Linked DNA regions of Mus musculus: regions 1, 3, 4 and 5 are each linked to region 2. The links are chromatin contacts, called in public HiChIP or PLAC-seq and promoter capture Hi-C maps. All regions are on one chromosome and are shown on one strand. The core of a region is the stretch at or near the end of the contact, and the rest is flanking DNA. Distances in the headings are between cores, read along the strand shown. Region 1 holds the start of Ildr1 (immunoglobulin-like domain containing receptor 1). Region 2 holds the start of Ccdc58 (coiled-coil domain containing 58). Region 3 holds the start of Slc15a2 (solute carrier family 15 (H+/peptide transporter), member 2). Region 4 has its middle 38 kb from the start of Slc15a2. Region 5 holds the start of Sec22a (SEC22 homolog A, vesicle trafficking protein).

Region 1 (2,700 bases), core at 1-2,500, 620 kb after region 2:
GTGTGTGTGTGTGTGTGTGTGTGTGTGTGTGTTTCTACAGATCTAGGACAAGCCTGCTTCATTGGCTAGGAAGGGGATAGAGAACACTAGCAGCAACAGTGAAGAGAGTGTCCTTGAAAGCCTAGCAAGACAAGAGAGGTAGGTGCTCTTGAGAAATAATAGCTGCATCCTGTTCAGTGACCAGGGTGGAGGCCTCCTGAGCTCTGTTTAATAGCACTTTATAATGCTATTCTTGAAGCAGGTGATGGGCAGGGGAGGCTGGAGGTGGGAGAGGTGAAAGGAGGAACAATCTTCTTACAGGAGAATATAGCAGACAATGAAAATCCCTATAAGGAAAGAGTGTGTAAACTGCCTTGCTATCTATTTACATTGCCCAGAATATGCGTGACTTTCCAAGTTAATGTCTTGATTGGTTTGATAAGGCCACTTTGCCTTTCTCCCCTTTCTTTTAGTAGTTATAAATTCCCATGGCCCTACTCACTTCCTGCCAAGGAACACTAAAGACTGGGTATGGTGGCTAAGAGAACTAGTTGTCCTCACTGGGTCAAAGGTCTAAACCTTGGTCTTGAGCTATCTGAGATCTGTGCATGGTTGCTGAGCTACGAGGAAAGATGGGTGGAAAACCTAAGGAAAAAATACATCACCACTAACCGAATCTATGTACAGTGAGAGAGGGTCTTTCTTTCTCCATTACACTTTCCCTATTTTCCTGTGAGCATGTGTTCATTTTATAAGCGTGGAAAAATAAATTTGCGGTCTCTGGTTCCTGCTCTACTTTTTAGAATCTTTAGTTTGAATAAAGAAAGACAAGAAGACATTAGGTATAAACATCAGAAGTGTACAGAAGTGTATTTTCAGTGTGTGTGTGTGTGTGTGTGTGTGTGTGTGTGTGTGTGTGTGTGTGTGAAAGGGAGGGGGAGAGAGAGAGAGAGAGAGACAGAGGGGGAGGGAGAGAGAGACAGAGAGACAGAGAGAGACAGAGAGACAGAGAGGTGCATCAACGAGAAATACTACTCCCTAAGAAGTTGCAGCCACGTAATTCTAGAACCAGGAAAGAATTGCAAGGGGTGAGGGTGACTTAGAAATTAGGGGAGCCAGTGACAAGTTCCTCCGCGCGCGCAGACGGAGACGGCTAGAGGCTCTGTTTCCTGCGGAGATGGGTCACCTGGCAGCCTGTGACAGGTAGGGCGGAGGCTTGCGGTCCCCAAGCCGGGGCGGAGCAGGAAACCGAGACAGCCCTGGGCTGGGGCGGAGCTCAGAGAGCCTCAGGTACCGGTGGGCTGGGCCGTACCTGTGGGGGCCAGAGGGGACGCTCCCGTCGCATAGTTCGACCTACGGGCTCCTCGGAGATGCGTGTCCTGGCCGGCGGCTGATGAAGAAAGACTCGCCTCTCCGGGGCCCTTGAGCCTCTGTAGCCAGCGAGGGGGCCAGCATGGGCTGCGGATTGCTCGCTGCTGGCCTGCTCCTCTTCACCTGGCTCCCAGCAGGTGAGCCCTGAAAAAAGGGGGAGTCCCATCCGGGGCCACACGAGACAGGAAGCCATTTGCCTGGCCCTGCAGAGCCGGCCACCCGCGGGGCGGTGCACTTGGGTAGCTCCTGGCACCGGGAGGTGCAGGGGCCGGATCGAGAGTCGGCCAGTGGGAACCTGTTGTTTTCTTCCTTTATTAGCCCAGGGCCTTCGGAAACATGCAATCAAAAAGAAACCCCAGCCTTTGGATTTACGCCCCAACAGGTGTTGTTAGATGCTTGATGCCTAAAACCGAATCTATACAGGCGAAATCACCATTCTTCAACTTCTTAATACCCCTTTCCCTGTCCTTTACCCCGTGTCAAACTTGCTTTCAGAGTGTAGATGCGACGACAACCATTTTGGCCCAGAGTACATTTATTCTTTCCTGACAAGTTAGATTGCGTCGGTAGTGTATGAAGGAGTGTTGGGCATAAATTTGAGTCTCTTACAGGCCATCCGCTAGTACCTGTCATTTGATATTTTCCTCCTTTTTGCGTCCACCTCCTCTTTATCAGCCCGTCCGGCTGCCCTGCACCTTTCTTTCTACCTCCACACTAAGGGTCTCACTCAGAATCTGAATGTCTTAAGGTACCTCTTGGAAACAGGGCAAAAGGTCTTGTCTGTGAGTGAGGCCGAATAGGAAAGGAGAGAGAAGGGAAGGCTCTCTGGGCTCTGTTCACATTAGCCTGTAGCTGTGACTCTGCAAACAAGAATTTTCATTTCCTTTGGACGGTCCACCCAGTTTTATTCCGACTCACTTCCCACTTGCTCCCCTTTGGGAATATCAGTTTGCTCGCCGACCAATTGGAAGCTTCAATGGTTCGTCCAGGCAGATGTAATATGAAAATGGAGGCAGAATGCCCTTTCTATGAGCTAGAGAGTTGCTCAGATGTAATCAAATCTCACGGAAACTAGAGTCTACCAGAGCTTAATGTTGGGAATAAAAGGAGGGAGGGTTGCAAAAGGGTAGGGAACCGAGAAAAGGCAGCATTCCTGTGGCAGGCTGGCTTTCAACTTGTTTGGCCAGACGGAGGCTTTATAAGATGTCTAAAGCTAACAACTAGATGCTGAACGTACACAGTGGACAGGAAGCATGTGTAGCCTCGTTAGGCTTTAGGTACTCAAACACCACCAGAATAGTTAACCAACTTAGACCCTAAGTGCAAATTTGTAAGAATTCTGGAGTTATC
Region 2 (2,782 bases), core at 106-2,605:
AGTCTGTCTTGGTTAGAGGCCCAGCAGAGAAGTTCCAAAACATCAGAAATCTTCCAAGACACTTTAGCTTTCCATGACGTGTGCTACAGTCTAGAAAAGTAACTACTGCCAGTGTTTAAGTGACTTTCACATAACTCACAGGTTGCTGATTCTTTTGCTTGCTCTTTTGAAAACTTTGTAATACTTAATAAACATGCACATCGAGATTTTAGATGATTAGATCTTAACTGATACAAATCAAAACCAGTAAAAGAATGAGTGCTTTTTCTCTTTCTCCGTTTTCTTTCTAGAGCAGAGTGGGTGTGAGTTTTTAAGGGTGTAAGCAATGCTGACCCATTGAAAGGTCTTTCAGTCGGTAAAATCTAACCTCTTCACCGGCTACTCTTTACGCAACTATTCTCCATGTACTATTTTTTTTTTTTTGCATTGCTTCAATTACATTTACAATATACATTACTCCAATAACAAAACGTGGAGCTATTCTTTCTCTAAAAATTTAACAACTCTGTAGTAATTTGATGCCATGGAACAAAGGATAGATCATGAAAGTTCATAAAGATGATCAAAAGGTAAGCTACCCTCTAAAGACCCTCAAGATACAAGCTGCAAACTCTCTGATTTCTCAACTTGATAATTCAAGGCTCTCTAGATTTCCCCGAGGCGGGATACGTTCACGTTACCAGACTCCAAAACACTCAACCGCTCCAATGTTTACTGAGAAAACAGGCTATAGACCTTACGTTATTAGCATAACACTTTCCCCTAAGAGAGTCCCGGCACTTACCGCACTATTGTTTAAAAGTATGTACTACCACCCACAACTTAAGGCAACAATTACTCGTATTCTGTGAGATCTTTGAGTCCCTCACCTAAAGAGGGAGGGACAAGTAGGAAGGCACAAGTAGAATAACGGATAGGAGAAAGTCAGGGTGGAAAGCATTACTTCCGTGGATAACTCTTAATAGGAGCTCACAGGAGGATGGGGACCAGGTGGAGGCATCAAGGCACTAACTTAAGATGGGAGCTGCGTGAATGAGCGCCAGATACCAGGGTCTCGGCCAGCCCCCCGCGTCTGCTAAGGCGCTGCGGTCCTCACACGGTTGCAGTAAGCAGGACACCCCCACCGGCGATGCCCCCTCCTGCCGCCCGCAGACCCGCGTCTCACCAGCCGCCAGGCGCAGGCCGCCGAGGCTCCACATGGCCACCCGCTCCGCCGACGCACAGCACCCCACGGCGGCCGCGGCGCTGGCGCTCAATGTCACCAAGGGCCCGCGTGGGGAGGGCGCTGGCGGGGTGGGCGGGGCGTGCCGGCGTGACGCAGCGGGCGTGCGGGACGTGCGCGACGAGCGGAGGATGCGGCCAAACGCCCTGCCTGCCCGGGCATGATGAAGGCGGAGGAGGGAGGGCGATGTCTGCCAACTGCGAAGCGCTGAGTAGTGTTTTAGGACTGTGCAAGCGAGTCACACACGCGGAGGGACTCGGGACCAGGGCCCTATGGCGTCCGGGCTTCGGGAATGCCCGAAGGAAGCCTGCTTTCCACTTAGCTATGTTTTTAAAAACATCTAGTCATTCTCACCGCTTGCCCACCCTCACCTCCCCAAACGCCGTTAGTTTCTCGACGCTTCTTCGAGGGGCTCATCCCTCATTAGCAACCCGATGCTCTAGGCTTAGCGAGAGGAAAGGCAACCGCCCGGGCTCACGGTATTTGCTGTCAGGCAGCACCGCGGACACCTCTGCTCCACGGTGATTGGTCGGCTGCGGGGGTCCTCGTGTTCGTTCAATATGGCGGCGCCCAGTGGCAGTGTGAACTGTGAAGAGTTCGCCGAGTTCCAGGTGATGAGGTTTTCCACACGTGGCAAGCTTGTCCAGCCTTTTGTCCCCACGTCCCAGTCGGTGCTTTGGTCCGGGAAGGGAGGATAGACAAACTGTAGGAAAAGCAAGTTGCTCAGAGCTTTTTATAGGGGAGCCTTTGGAGGTCATGGGGGCTGGGGGTGGCCTTGGAAAGCGGAGGTGCTCAGCGTAGGAGGTGCCGGAGGCTCACCGGGTCATTCTGGAGCGGTCAGGCCGAGCTCTGAAGCTGTGGGTAGGGATAGTTAATAGTTCAGTAGTTCTCCGAACTTCATTCCCAGCTTCTACCAAAACTCCCCTACTTCTAAGTTGAGATTTTGTGGGAGAGAAAAAGTGAAAGAGACCTTGTGTACTTGATAAAGTATTTGGCATAGTGCCTTTTTATGTGTGTGGTGCGATACAATGAATATTTGGAAGCTTGGGGGAGGGTTAAGTCAAATACTTGGTCTGTGCTATCGCCTTCTTGATCCCGAGAGAAGGTGTAACACTTAAGTCAAATATGTGTCTTTTTTGGTACTAAAAATTTCAAAGGTTGAATAGTTAACCAAGAATTCAAGAATAACGATCCGGATGTTGATCAATTCACAATGATGGTTCTGCTATTAAATTAGAGTTGAAGCTAAACAAAAAAACAAAAAAACAAAAAAACATGACCTTTAAAAGTGTATTTTAAGTAGAGATAGTAAAATTTGTTAAACATGTCATTTCCCTATCTGTAGTAACCGTAATACTTTGAGTAGCTTGTAGGTAGTGGTATTCTTGAAGATAACCTCACCAAATTGATTTATTTGGTAAATAATTAGGCCAAAAGTATTTTTTTAACATTTATTTTTATGGGCATCGGTGTTTTGTGGGCATGTATTTCTGTGCACCACATCTGTGCATTAGCTGCAGAGGCCAAAAGAGGGCATTGTATCTCTTAGGACTGAAGTTA
Region 3 (2,700 bases), core at 78-2,577, 710 kb after region 2:
AGGGGACAAAGATCATCTATCCTTTGAGACATTCAAACATTAACATGAGATTTATATTACCTCTTATTTCACAGGTATGTACCTCTCTAACCACCCTTAACAAGATATGATAAACTATATATAAAAAACTTAGTCTGCCTTTTACCCATGTGGATATGAATAAATCACCTTTCTATATACATGTTACTGCATGATAACAACTTGATTGAAAGATGCACTGAGTTGAAATTATTACCTTTGCAGCTCTCATCCTGAGAACTATGTAACATAGAGTTTATTTAACATTAGCGGCATACACTCTCACTGATTGGATTAACATGCAATCCTTACTGAAGTGACACCAGTACTCCGCTCTGTGTTTCATTTCTGTTACTTCAAGGAAATCAGAATCATACTGACCTCATGGTTGATACTAAGAACTCAGCAAATAATTGGTTATTATTACTGTAGCCTTTCTACAAAGAGGATTTTAATATGATATGAGAATCGAACAAGGCGATACAATCGGAAGTGCTTTAACGAGTACGAAATACAAAATATTATTCTTTGTTCCTCTATCCAACCTCCCACTTTAAAGTAGGGACACTTAGTAACAGAGAGTGGGTCTATTCTAAAGCTTTTTTGGTGTCCAAAAAAAGAAGGCTCTGCACACAAGGGAAACTAAAGGCTGAGTTTTGGTATTGGTAAGGAAAGAACAATCACACACAGTTCTCCAGACAGGAATGCTTGCCAAGTCTCCCTGGACATTCAAAGTGCTTTTTCTCCCCCAGGGAATATGCAATGAAACAGAGCAAAACTCTGGGGCCCAACTGAAAAAAAAAATCTGGCTAACCCACCCTGTTGCTTCCTTCCCAAAACAGAAGAGTCTAGAATTAATTTTCAGGTGAATTCTAATTCCATGAAAGCAGTAGTTTTTCTGCTCTAATACAGTTCAGCACAAAGTTCCAACAGCCAACGAGAAACTTCAAAAGACTTCCGTATGCTATTACTGTCAGAGACAAACCGAACTTTGGGACTCACCGGAGTTGACTTCTTTGGAGGGCTTGGAGGTCCAGGCAGCATCTCTTCAGTAGAGACAGGTGAAAAGAGCGTTTCCTTGGACTCATTTTTCTGGAAAGGATTCATGGCTGGCTCCTTACTCTCTCTCTCCTCAAGCATTTGGCTTCAGTAGGCAGCTAGGACTGCTGCCAGCCTACAGTGAAAAGGGGGACTAGGGGGAGGAGGGATAGCTACAGCAAATAGGTTTAACCCTGTGGGTGTCAGTTTCAGTGGCTGCCTGCCTTAGAGCAGAACTTGAAGCTATAGGAAAAGAGAGGGGCTGCACGCTGATTGTGCCAAAGGTAAGGCATGGGGAAGTAAGAACAACACGTCACAAGTCACGAGATGAGAAGAAACAGTGCTAGAGAATCGATTAGGGTTATCTGTTTGAGAAAAATACCTCTGCAAATGAGGACTAGATAGTACTCAAGAATGCAGCATCTTGGCTAGGCATACAGCTCAGTGGTAGAACATTATGCCCTGCAGGTCCTGAATCTGATTTCTAATGGCATGTGGGGGTGGGGGCGGGAAGAATACAACAGTGTAAACACAGAAGGCTGATTTCAGATTAATAATATCTGCCATTATTGGGCACTTATTATGTGCCATGTTAATGTATATGCGTTATTCATATATGTATGCATGCATACCTTTGGTTTTCATACATTTTACTGCTATCTTTATTATACCACAATTATTGTTCCAAGAAATCAGGAAACTTATCTAAAAATCACAGGGCCAGTAAAGTGGCAGATCTGGAATTTTCACTATGCAGAAACAGATAGGAAAAGCAGAGACAGGTATCAGCAGTCAGTCGTGCAGGTATGGAAGCCACAGAAGTGGAAACGCAGGGAGGCTAGGAAGTCAAAATGCTGTGAACAAGAAGGAAAGTCATCACAGAACTGAATCTGAGAATAAGAATGATCCGGGCTTAGGTTTTCAACATCATAGCATTCAGCTAGAAAATCCTGTAAGTAAAAAATACAAGGTTAAAGAAAATGACAGGGAAAAGAAGAGTTGGTAATGGCCCTTGCTAAAGTCGCTTTCTGTATTTTCAATTTATCTCTTCAAAAATCAGTTCATTCATTCATTAAGAAATAAAATTTAACATGTGCAAAAAATTATGAACCAGTTGCTTTCTAGGTATTATTGCAAGCATTAAATGTTCTTAACTTTCAGTGGATTTTATTCCGACGCTAGAATACTATACTCAGTCCCTTGTCAGACAAGCAATTGGAATACACATTGTGACAATAGATACATTATACCCTACATTGAATTGAATGTATATAAAATTGAAAGTGTAGTACTATATATCACTGATGTAAAAGCATTGGCTTTCACTGTGACATTTCCACACATGCGCGTCACGCGGTCTGAATGAACACAGTCTCCTTGCATTTCCTTCTTTCTCCCCTTGGTGTGTTACTTTTGCTAATCCAAAGAGGTAAGAGAAGCACAAAAGAAAGGGGGAGATATTGCCAAAGGCTACAAAGGACATTTTCTGCACCTTGGGGTTACACCCTGAGCACTAACCCACCAAGTCAGGCAATGTCAAGATGAGTGATTTCATTGGCGAATGCAAGAGAGGAAACTGAGAACGAAGAACAAGGAAAAGAGGACAATGTAGGGGAAGGAATATGAGCAAATTAAAATTCATAC
Region 4 (2,700 bases), core at 173-2,672, 680 kb after region 2:
TGTACCTTTAGAAATGGATGACAGCTCATGAAACTTCAGTGGAGAGATCTGGAGTGCCCCATGATTTATGACCTGGCTTCAAGGTCAAGGTCATTGCAATTTATTTTTCCCATAGGAGATGCTGTAAGGATTGTAGACAGGTGGGTCTACTACTAAGCATTTTGCACTGGGAAGGCTAGGTACTAATTGAGTATAGCACCCCCATGGGCATACCCAGATAATCCTTAACTGTAGAAGGCTCTAGACTGCCAGGGTAGTGAGGAAACATTTGGGGCTTTGGGAAATGACTATTTACTAATGAGAGCAGAAGAAATCCAGAAGGTGCCACAGCAAACATGATGGTCCAAGCCCCAAGACTAAGAACTATTATCAGAGGTAAGGTGTTTAGCATAAATTCTAAATCTCAGCGATTGCCCAGATAGTCTCTTAGACTGACAGCTCCATCTTCCTCCTACCTTCTCATCCTCCTTCCTTCCACATTGCTCCTCACTCCTCCAGTTCTCTCTGTTTTAGTTCATTGGATCATCCCAAAGCAAATGTCTACCATATTGATACAAAGCTTTTTATCTATCTAAACTTTTAATCACTGGTGAGACTACACTATGGTTTCCAAAATTTATTCGTGTCTTCTGACCTATCAGTGCCTATTTTTATGCTCTTGGCTAAAAAGGGTTACTAAACTATTCTATTTTTCTTAAGTCCAAACAACTAAGTAAGTATATTCAAACAACTTGATAGCCATGTGGGGAAAAAATACATATAAACTGAAAGGCAAAATAGTATTTTCATTTAGTTCTTAAATAACAACAGTTAGTTACTATGCGATGCATGTATTTGTTGAGTGTGGAACAAATTCTCTAACTCTAGAAGTAGGTCAGACAACGCCATCTTTGTTTTCTCTCCTGCATAAAGTTTGTCTTTCCTTTTTTTAAAACCATAGCAAGCAATAAAACAACAGTTCTGAAATGGTAAAGTCGCTGATAGGAATATAGCCTTACTCAGTGTTAAAACTGTGACCTCTCTTGAGATAGTGGTTTATATAATACCCAAGTGCTTTTGTTCCTTTTGAAGATTCAAAATGTGCCTGGTACTATGACTTTGTCACAGTGCCCTCTTAGTTTCTTGGTACACATTTTGGAGAAGTACTGAATGAATTAAACAGTAATTACTAATAGTTGGAATCAGATATAGACTAAAAAGTCATAGGTCAGTGAACCAATTTGCATCTCACTGTGTTTACTTTGGGTGACACAAAACAAATGGTCTCTTGAGTTGACTGTCAGTGATTCACGGGCTCTAGGAGTTTATGTAATGGGTTCAATGTAGACTTTCAAGAGAAATAAGAACACTTCTGCACAACAATAGCCCTTACCTAAGGCAGCACCAGTGGTGTTCTCTGCTGCAGCTGAACTAAGAGGAATTCAGGGAGTGTCCGGACGATAGAAGAATGTCACATGACCCAAATCAACGGCATATGAAGAGGCTGGCTGGTTGAGCAGTCTCCAGAGTTTGAAAGTAGGGTGTTTTTAAACAAGGGCTGGAATATTCTAGAAATTCAGATACTGTTCTGGTGGAAGCCACAGTTTCAGGTTACTGTCCTGCTAACTGAAGGAGCAGCAATGGCCTCCACTCCCCAGAGACAGCCTTGGGCTCTTGGTGAGCCTTTGACACGGGTCAGTTTTTACAAGCACACAAAGATAGGCATATGTACTAAGACTGGAAACCTTTGTAGCTTCTGATGGACACATTTTGTTTCTATACCAAAGAGAAATCCTCCTGAGTATTTGTTGGTCAACTTACAAAACTGCATGTGCCTTTACATTTCTCCACGGCCCTCAACAAGTTTATTATCCAACTTGAAAAGCAAACCACATATAGTTTACACACATGCCATCTATAAATCAAGGGATGTTGATACACACTCCAAAGTGGTACGAGAGGTGGCTAGACTACTTCAGAAAGAAGATGAATAACTAAGGAAGTTCAGGAAAGAACAGTGTAGACCATGAAAGTCAGGAAAAACAATGAGGTTCGTGGCAAGTATTGCATAGTATTTTGAGGAAATGATAAGTAGTTATTGTAGCTGTTTGGATGATGCTGGAGGATGTAGAAGTTAAAAATAGAAAGTTGAACATAAGGAGGATGCTGCACTTCCCTGTCCTCCATGGGGCCTTTTGTTATTTATTTTTTTTCTGCTGAGTTTGTACAAAGCCTCAAAGTCCCTCTCAACAGAGTTCTCTAAGAAGCCACTATGAAGCAGCTGGGACCAAGGTGTTTTTTTTTTTTTTTTTTAAAGATTTATTTATTTATTATATGTAAGTACACTGTAGCTGTCTTCAGACACACCAAAGAGGGTGTCAGATCTCATTACGGATGGTTGTGAGCCACCATGTGGTTGCTGGATTTGAACTCAGGACCTTTGGAAGAGCAGTCAGTGCTCTTATCCACTGAGTCATCTCGCCAGCCCGGGACCAAGGTTTGAGATGGAGCAATTCACCATTCCCTGTCTGGCCTAACACTCTTTGCTCACATGATTTTTGCTGTTGTTTGTTGCATGAACATTTTTAAAGATAGAGTTTTGTAGCACTAAGTGATCTATGAAGTTGATTTTGATTTGAGTGTTCTGATTTTGACTTGAGTGTTCCGCTTTGGAGAGTCTAACGTATTAGTATACTTTATTCAATAGGAAACTGGGGGCTT
Region 5 (2,700 bases), core at 134-2,633, 710 kb before region 2:
CAAGCTCTAATAATGACCTGCCTACAGTGCCCAGAGGTACAATATGACAGAATATTATAGGAGTTACCTATCTTTTTTTTTTAATTGAATTTAAGATCCACTTCATACACCTCATTTGAACCTTCCGGGAACCGGTAAGGTTGGGTATTTGTTTCACTTTGCTTTGGAAGAAACACAGGTTCCAAAAGCTTAAGTCATTTGTTCAACCCCTAGTAAGTAATAAGTTGTTACTAACTCTAATAACTCTATAAGACACTGCCTCTAAACATACCCAGGCTTCGTTACTACATGGAGAGGAAGGTGGCAAGTATCTCTTTGCTAGTGTCTTTTCATACACCAAACTAAAATATACTTAAACTTTACCCAGTCTCTAAAAATCAAGTACTAAACTGATGTGATCTTCTTAAGTGGAAACGGCCGATCCTTTAGTAACTTTTGGTTACGGGTGTCAGGTTCAGCTCTCAAGTCTTCCTTTACACACTAGAAGTTCTAAGTATTGTTTAAGAAACCGACTTCTCACGGTACTGGCAAACGAGTGGGTACCAGTAACATGGAATGTGATTCCGTTTTTTAAAAAAATGGTGGTTGTACTAATCCGCTGGGATTCTATCACGTGTAGCCTGGCGGGACACCCAGGCTCTGCCCAGGGTTAAGCACAGGAGGGGCGGGTTCTGAAGAGTTCCACCTGCCCCCAGGTGATGGTGATCCCGGAAGCTAAGCAGCAGGAGACTCCCCACTTGTGGAGCCAATTTCTCAGGTCTCTTTTCTGCCACAGAGAGTCGCAAAGCACCTTTAAAACAGGGCCTCACGGGATTTCCCAGAGCCAACGAGTAAGATGTCCAACTGCAACGCCCATTCAGACTTCACAAATCACAGGGTACAAGCTACCCCGCCCAAAAGAAAGTAGGAATGCCACCTCAAGCTCTCTCGGGCCACCTACCAGCCCGAGTGAGTCGGTGTGCTGCTGACATCGGGAGCCAGGGAGTCAACACTACGGCTCGCTGGCAGCCCGGGACGGCCGTCCCTCCCCGTCAGCAGCCCCTACTCCAGCCGCCCATCCTAGGACAGGCCTGCTAAACAGCAACCGCCGCCCGCGAGGCTCGCAGCCCTAGGTCGCAGGGACTCGGACCCTGCACGCCCGTCCTCCTAAGCTCTGAGGCCACCGCCACCAAGCTCCGGCTCGGACAACTACCGGTCAAGCCGAGGTGGAACTCCGAGAGAGCGGCGCGAGCAGCCGGCCAGAGCTCCGGGAGACCCAGAGGAAGCTGAAAAGAGGGGCCGGGCCATACCTGTCGCTCCGGGACCCGCGGCTCGGAGTGACGTGCCACGCAGTGCATTGTGGGGCCGGGAGTGGCCTTCCAGCGGGGATGCCCGCGTCCAACGTGGCTGGCGCCGGCGGAGCTCGCACGGGCCTATCGGACGCCGTGGGAAGCATCCAAAGACCCGCCCCTTTCCGAGGCCCGCCCTATCCCCGCCTCCTCCGGCGGAGATTGGCAGGTTTTCCTGCACCTGCGCCAGGAGATTGCCTTCTCTTCTAAGAAGAGAATTATGCTGTCCTTCGGAAATAAGGCTAATCTCCTTCACCTGCTGCTTTGTGTCGGGAAGCAGTTTGTCTCTCGTGCGCCACTCGGGACAGAGGAAAAGCTCTCTCTGGTGAACAGGGAAAGGATCTTCTTCCATCAGGCACTACACAAAGAAACTTAGCAAAACAGAGAGAAAAGCCTCAGTAGCTCCTCCCAGCCTTCACGAGGTTAAGTATTATTAAACAAGGATATGCTGAATGTCAATTAAATGGTCGGCAGCATCTTAAGCATGTTTTACAGGAATGTCCACAGCACTCCTTTTAAGGTGTAATAGGAATAAAAGGCATTAAGGTAAATTGTTACAGAAATGTACATTTGACTGGTACTGTGAAGAAAAACTAATAGGTACATTGATGAATGAGTTGTGGACTGTCGGGGAAGAGCTCCATGATTACGTACCTTTTAAGGTCAAGGTATATTAAGGGACCCTTAAAAATGTTCTAGACCCTGGAAACATGATTTGTGAGCATTTAACTGTACTAGGAAGTCGTGATGGTTGGTTTCTGTCAACTCGACAGAAACCTTCACATAGCTAGAAGAAGGAATCTTGATAAACCCTCTGTAAAATTAGCCTAGTGGGCAAGTGTGTAGGATATTGCCTTGATTGACGATGATACAGGAGAGCCCCGCCCAATGTGGGCGGTCTTCACCCCAGTGCAGGTAGTTCTATGTTGTACCAGAAAGTAGGCTGAGCAAGCAATGGGGAGCAAGCTAGTAAGCAGCACTCCTCCATGACTTCTGCCTCACTTCCTGTCCAGATCCCTGCCTTGAGCTCCTGCCCTCACTTCTTTTCGTAGATGAAATAAATCCTTTCCACACCCAGTTGCCTTTGGTCACTATGGTTAATTTCATCAATAAAAAGCCTAAAGCAGAAAGTATGTAGGGGCAAGAAGTTTAGGCTGAGATGAGGCAAGGTCTAACTCTCTTTGGCTACTTTATACAGTTCAGACTTCAGCAACACACCCTAAGATCAATTCACAGAGCTAATAAAGATTCTTAAGTAGGATCTGATTTACATATTTTAAAGCTCATTTTGCTGTTTATGGAGATGGATGGATAGGGAGCAAGAAGGGTTACTGATGGGCCAGTTTGGAGGCAGTTGTATTGGTCAAGGCCA

What was found. Promoter capture Hi-C pulls out the DNA fragments that hold promoters and counts their contacts. HiChIP or PLAC-seq counts read pairs in DNA pulled down with a chosen protein or histone mark.
Region 1: a contact with region 2 is called in a promoter capture Hi-C map of embryonic stem cells, with 3 times the contacts expected there. The contact joins the promoter of Ildr1 here to the promoter of Ccdc58 in region 2. A contact is called at or near these places in 8 of 39 promoter capture datasets (the C10 cell line, cranial neural crest, embryonic stem cells and 3 more), 1 of 484 Hi-C or Micro-C datasets (embryonic stem cells), 13 of 115 datasets of contacts at active chromatin or transcription factors (effector CD8 T cells, embryonic stem cells, epiblast stem cells and 4 more) and 2 of 9 other capture datasets (embryonic stem cells and macrophages).
Region 3: a contact with region 2 is called in a promoter capture Hi-C map of hippocampal neurons, with 6 times the contacts expected there. The contact joins the promoter of Slc15a2 here to the promoter of Ccdc58 in region 2. A contact is called at or near these places in 9 of 39 promoter capture datasets (the 3T3-L1 cell line, the HPC-7 cell line, cranial neural crest and 6 more), 1 of 484 Hi-C or Micro-C datasets (bone marrow-derived macrophages), 17 of 115 datasets of contacts at active chromatin or transcription factors (the 230-238 cell line, astrocytes, bone marrow-derived macrophages and 7 more) and 4 of 9 other capture datasets (adipose tissue, embryonic stem cells, liver and 1 more).
Region 4: a contact with region 2 is called in an H3K4me3 HiChIP or PLAC-seq map of bone marrow-derived macrophages, with 5 times the contacts expected there. The contact joins the enhancer-like site here to the promoter of Ccdc58 in region 2. A contact is called at or near these places in 2 of 39 promoter capture datasets (the HPC-7 cell line and hippocampal neurons), 6 of 115 datasets of contacts at active chromatin or transcription factors (bone marrow-derived macrophages, embryonic forebrain, embryonic hindbrain and 3 more) and 1 of 9 other capture datasets (macrophages).
Region 5: a promoter capture Hi-C map of pre-B cells shows a contact between it and region 2, with 3 times the contacts expected there. The contact joins the promoter of Sec22a here to the promoter of Ccdc58 in region 2. A contact is called at or near these places in 2 of 39 promoter capture datasets (hematopoietic stem and progenitor cells and pre-B cells).

What each region holds. Positions count from the first base shown.
Region 1 is chr16:36,692,728-36,695,427 of GRCm38.p6, forward strand. It overlaps Ildr1 (immunoglobulin-like domain containing receptor 1), which reads left to right and starts at 1,251. Exons shown (of 8, transcript NM_001285788.1): 1 at 1,251-1,487. The coding sequence starts at 1,433.
Region 2 is chr16:36,070,305-36,073,086 of GRCm38.p6, forward strand. It overlaps Ccdc58 (coiled-coil domain containing 58), which reads left to right and starts at 1,356. Exons shown (of 5, transcript NM_198645.2): 1 at 1,356-1,833. The coding sequence starts at 1,783. Fam162a (family with sequence similarity 162, member A) reads right to left here and starts at 1,257. Exons shown (of 5, transcript NM_027342.2): 1 at 1,166-1,257. The coding sequence starts at 1,199.
Region 3 is chr16:36,783,635-36,786,334 of GRCm38.p6, forward strand. It overlaps Slc15a2 (solute carrier family 15 (H+/peptide transporter), member 2), which reads right to left and starts at 1,328. Exons shown (of 22, transcript NM_021301.3): 1 at 1,021-1,328. The coding sequence starts at 1,158.
Region 4 is chr16:36,745,844-36,748,543 of GRCm38.p6, forward strand. No RefSeq gene overlaps it. Among named protein-coding and RNA genes, the nearest start is that of Slc15a2, 38 kb to the right of the region's middle. Within about 2 kb of position 1,423, at least 12 of the 459 cell types and tissues checked have an H3K27ac peak or open chromatin away from gene starts, as enhancers often do. A contact at or near this core is called in bone marrow-derived macrophages, where this site is marked.
Region 5 is chr16:35,362,535-35,365,234 of GRCm38.p6, forward strand. Sec22a (SEC22 homolog A, vesicle trafficking protein) reads right to left here and starts at 1,384. Exons shown (of 7, transcript NM_133704.4): 1 at 1,290-1,384.